2 separate regions of the Zea mays genome follow, and region 2 is linked to region 1. Evidence: chromatin contacts called from public Hi-C data. All regions are on one chromosome and are shown on one strand. The core of a region is the stretch at or near the end of the contact, and the rest is flanking DNA. Distances in the headings are between cores, read along the strand shown. Region 1 holds the start of LOC100216806. Region 2 holds the start of LOC103632168 (DNA repair protein UVH3).

The links. A called contact is a pair of places that touch in the nucleus more often than the background predicts.
Region 2: a contact with region 1 is called in a Hi-C map of leaf, with 3 times the contacts expected there. The contact joins the promoter of LOC103632168 here to the promoter of LOC100216806 in region 1. A contact is called at or near these places in 9 of 25 Hi-C or Micro-C datasets (ear, endosperm, leaf and 3 more).

Annotation. Positions count from the first base shown.
Region 1 is chr1:21,919,429-21,922,128 of Zm-B73-REFERENCE-NAM-5.0, reverse strand. It overlaps LOC100216806, which reads left to right and starts at 1,275. Exons shown (of 8, transcript NM_001143204.1): 1 at 1,275-1,564; 2 at 2,051-2,127; 3 at 2,369-2,440; 4 at 2,576-2,613. The coding sequence starts at 1,475.
Region 2 is chr1:22,124,015-22,126,714 of Zm-B73-REFERENCE-NAM-5.0, reverse strand. LOC103632168 (DNA repair protein UVH3) reads left to right here and starts at 1,378. Exons shown (of 14, transcript XM_008653991.3): 1 at 1,378-2,097. The coding sequence starts at 1,759.

The DNA.
Region 1 (2,700 bases), core at 26-2,525:
ATACCTGAGCCTGTCCGGTGGAGGAGTTGTCCGAGTCGTAGTGGTTGAAGCAGTGGTAAGTTTGCCAAAAGGCTCTTGGCAATACGTAGAGTATCTGATGTCAGCTCTGCAACTTCTGGTGACGTCGGGTGTCCTTTTATTGATACTATCAAGGCCGAATCCATGCTCGTCGCGAGGTGGAAGTCTTCCCGAGGCCTGGGCGAGGCTGCTCCGGGGCTTGCAGTCGTGCAGGGAACAATTTGAAGGAGTGGCCTTCTGCGGGATTTACAGGTGGTAGTTGGCCGAGACCGAGCTCGGGCGAGGCGGAGCTTACTGCGAGGATGAGGCCGGCTTCGGCCGAGGCGGAGTTTCCTCTCGAGGGTTAGACCGTGCTCTGCGGCATGCGCGTCCCATCCAGAGTTATTTGAACTCTGCAGACGACATGGGGTAGTAGTAGCCGTTATTCCCGGGCATGCGTCATCATAGTCGATGAAAGTGGACGGGATCACGGTCCTGTCGCTCCTGTTTGACATGTCACGTGGGGTAGGTATTTACATTGAATGCTCATGTCTTCGTAGTTCCCGCGACCTTTGACTGAGGGCGGGCTCGAGGTTGTCCTCCTTCCCCGAGAAGGGCTCGGGCGAGGCGAAAGCAACTGTTCTATGAAGAGGGGATCTCGAGCGAGATGAAAATCTCCTCGAGTGCTGCTCTCGCCTGAGGGCAGGCTCAAACGAGACAGAGTTTTGAGCGACCGTCGAGTGGGGTCTCGACGAACCGTGACACATACTTTCTTGACCCCGGAGAATATGTCTCACGATAGTGTAGGAATTTAGCGTGTTTAAAGGTGTAACAGAAGTATAAATTAGCATGTTTGGAATTATCTTTATTTTTATAAATCAGTTTCTTATAAAATATATGTGTTTTTAAACAGATCCTTGGTCAATTAAAAAACGAGAAAAAAACTAGTTGTCTGTACATACTCCTACAACGAATCACGCCACGGCGCAAGGAAGGCTCTGCCTCAAAGCCGTCCATTGACCTTTTCAAAAAAAAAAGTCGTTGATTGACTCGAGTCTTGCCCGTCCCAGACGAGTCAACTTGTCCTCCTTGCGCCTCTCCCTAGGGCCCACCTCGAAGGCGTCCATTGACTCGAGTCTGGCCCGGCCTGGCCCAACCCAGTCAATCGGTCCTGCCCGGCCCCCGCGCGACCCTTACTCCCACCGTCCCACGGCCACGGGCTTGCGGCCAGCTCCCCTCGCCGATCGTTTCCACCAAATCCACCGGTCTTGCGGCCCCATCTTCCGCTCCGACGATCCCGGGGACTTTCCAGTAAGTAGCAGCCTCAAGCACCAATTCGTCTCTCTGCCGAAGTTACCAAGGGCACCCCAGTTCGCCGAGGTGGATCGGTAGCAAAAACCGATACTGGTACGTTGCCATGGAGGCAGTTTGATTTGGTGGACCTAACGGCCTTCCGGATCTCTTGGGAGCCAGAGCGATGGCGCGCGGCGCTCGCTTTCTCCTTGTTCTCGCGTTGCTCGCCGCGCTACTCGCCGTCGTCCTCCAGCTCTACCGCCACAGGAAGCCGGTCTGTCGACTGTTTCTCGTTGCCTTGATGCTTCTCGAAGTTTATGAGCTAGATCTCGCTTATTTTATCTAGTCTGCGGAAGCAGACAAGGCGTTTGCAATCAGTGGCAACCAGTCGTCGCTTAGGCGTGTTCATCGACTAATAGCTTATGTGGTCATATGGAGCAAACACATAGGAATATCGTGTCACATTCTGCAACTTACATAAGTGAGCTCACAGTGATTTGATGCGATGTCTTGTGAACAGTAAAAATGAACTAGTAGCGGTTCGTCTGATTTGTGGGCTGTGGCTCTAGCATGTGACTAACATTGTGCCATTTTTGACCTCTGCAACTGCAAGTTCCCAATACCGTAACACTTATGTGTTCTCTACTACTCGCTCCGTCTCAAATTATAAGACGTTTTGACATTTCTAGGTTCATAACTTTTGCTACGCACTTAGATACATAGTAAAAGTTACTTACCAAGTCTTATTTGTGATGCACAGAGGTTGTGGATGGTGGAAGAGCTATCTGTGTACAATGGAACCAACGAGGAGTTGCCCATATTACTCGCGATTTTGGGGTACTTATGCATTTCCTTGCCTTCATATGCCAACATTTTCTTCCCCTCTGACTTGTTTTAATAGTATGATACTTAATTACCGTGAGAAAAGGGAAGCTTGATATGATAAATAAGTTAAAACTCAAACGCATAGCACACCTTTTTAATACAGTTGATGTTTTCAGTAAATTCCAGTCTATTGTCGTACTGGCTTGGTTTGTGACTTTGTGTGAATGATCTTGGTTTTCATTTGATGCTGCAGCTCAGTGTTTGATGTCACGAAAGGGAGGTCACATTATGGTCCTGGAGGAGGTTATCATCACTTTGCTGGGAGGTTACAGTCTTAGATTTCTAGCGCCTGTTTCAGTTTCATTGTTATGAATTACATGTATGTCGCAGCTTGGTGTTATAATAAATCTAGGAGGATAGGTTTCACATTGCTGATGTTAAAACATCATTCTTTTGACAGGGATGCATCACGAGCATTTGTTTCTGGAAATTTTACAGGTAAGTCTGCTTCTTACTGCTAGCTATTTAGCTTAGTAAATCATTTAAATGACCATTAGTTGATGTTGGTTCTATAGAGATAATTTT
Region 2 (2,700 bases), core at 129-2,628, 200 kb before region 1:
GGCTGGGACACGCAGCGACAATTTACTCGTCGGTCCAGGGACCCCCGGGGTCGAAACACCGACAAGTACGATCATAAATCTCTTCGTAATTGTATCCCATGATACGACAATGCTCAGCCAAGGAGACAACCACTTTATTCTCCTCCCACTTTCGGTCCTCAAACGCCATTTCCCACAGCTCCAGATCTGATGAGTTGTATCCTTCTAGCAGTTCATCAACATCAGGGTGATCATCAACATCCGAAGGGGGATCAAATAGGTCTCAACTAGGACACTTATGATCCAAATCTTGTTGGCAGACAATAGAAGTCTTCTCGAGCATCTTGCAGACATGGTCCAGGTGGCCAACAACCTTCCCTATCTTGCCCCCCTCAACTTCTGGGATACTAGAACAGATAGAATTAATTGTATGCAACAATGTTGATTGTCTCCTCATCACTTGAATCGCGTATCACAGATAATTCTTGATACTAACATGATACTTCAACTCAACATTGTCTTGTACAAAATCAACATTGTCATGTAAATAACCAAGAAACAAGTACCAGCTACAAGGGAATACAAACAACACGGTGCCATAAATGGCGTCTATGCTAAAAATCAGCCGAACAGGCTGGTTTATTCCGGGCAAGGTACAACAATAATCTATGCAGGGACAATGTTGATTAGTAAAATCTATGCAGGTACAACAATAATCTATGCAGGTACAACAATAATCTATGCAGGTACAACAATACTAGTACAGCACACGTACCCAGGGTAATTAATAAAATGAACAAGAGAGAGAGAGGATAAAAGCAATGGAGTACACGGTTACACTACATGCATACAATAATATATGCAGGGACGAATAAATTATGGAGAAACAAAAGGTCGATCTCTAGAAAATAAATAGTGTGGAGAAATATTATCAAAGCCTCATCACTGACATTAGCATAGACAAAGGTTGAGTTCTTCACTGAATCAACAACTCCTTCAAACTTTTCGCGAGCAATTCCTGCATACTTCACAGCAGCGATTGCCTCTTCTCGGCAATGATGGCGGCCGAATGGGCTTCTGCTGCAGCAACGACAGCTGCTCTGGCGGCGTCGTACGCATCGGCTACAGCTTCAACCGGAGGAACCCGCTCCATTGAAGAGGCGACGACTAGGGTTTCTCCCTGCTAGAAGACAGATCTCGCTGGAAGAGAGAATGGATGGAGGAGTGATGGCAAGGTCACGACGTGACATCGTCGTGCTTAATTGCCGGTCTCTACGCACACAAACCATGTGTTTGGTTTGGTGCAGAGGTTAAGCCTGGCGCACGCGAGCCTGGGCCGCCAGGTACGCCTGATATAATCTTCTCCACACATGCAGCCAAGAGCCTTTTTTTTAGCCTGTGCTGCATGGGCGGATGCAGCCCATGCCCCCTGCATACAGGTTAACAAACAAAAGCTTAGGCTTAGCTAATGCATGCGGAGGATCTGGCCAAGCGCGTCCACATAACCAAACACGCAGAAAGAGATTTTGAGTCTAAATCGTAGATCGTCGAATCCCTCCTCAACGCATTCGTTTCGACGAATCATAATGTGTGTTTTATAATGACAAAAATCTCGCGAGTCGTAGGCTCGTGGTCGTGGGTCGTGGCCCTAGCGACAGGCACAACAGGCCCCTCCGCTCCTGGCCTCCTCCTCGGCGTCGCGTCAACGTTGCGCCTCTCCAGAGTCGCCGGCCGCCGAGGGCACTCTCCACCTCTTCCGTCGGCGCCCGGGAGAAGGAGATGGGAGTTCACGGTCTGTGGGAACTACTGGCTCCGGTTGGGCGACGCGTCTCAGTGGAGACCCTTGCGGGCAAGCGGGTGGCGGTGGACGCGAGCATCTGGATGGTGCAGTTCATGCGGGCGATGCGGGACGACAGCGGCGAGATGGTCCGGGACGCGCACCTCCTAGGGTTCCTCCGTCGCATCTGCAAGCTCCTCTTCCTCCGTGTTCGCCCCGTATTCGTCTTCGATGGCGCCACGCCGGCGCTCAAGCGCCGCACCCTCGCTGCCCGCCGCAGGCACCGTGACGCCGCGCAGGCCAAGGTCCGAAAGACCGCCGAGAAACTCCTGCTCTCCCATGTGAGTCTCTTCTCTCCGTTACCTACCCTTTCTCCCCCTTTTTTTACACGATACGGGTGGTGGTTGTCTGGTTGATTAGAGAAATTTGGATTTTTAGACTCCAAACAATGCTATTCACACTTTTGCTATTCGTAATATTGACAATATGACTCAACATGTCACACTTCCAATGCCATTTTGGACATTTTCCCCGCAATCACGCATAGAAGGACAAAAAAAATCCAAAATGGCATTAAAATCAAGTTGGACATGTTTTGAATCCAATTTTTGCGAAGTCAATGCTACGAACGACAAAAGTGCGAAGCAAATTGTTTGGAGTCCCAAAAAACCAAATTCTCGGTTGATTAGAGGTGGAATACTGGCATCCCGAATCGCTTAGTGCAAAATCATCAATGTTAGGCACAGAGTTTGCAGTGCATCATATTTATAATCGTAGCGCAGAAGGCAGTGTATGTGTATCCTCCACATTCACCCGAATAACCATCATCATGTAACTTTTGTTCCTAACAGAGTATGTTTCTGTCATTTTTCCCAATTAGATATATGCATGTGCGTTGCACCAGAGCCACAAACTTTTACCCATGATTACGACGACACACGTGG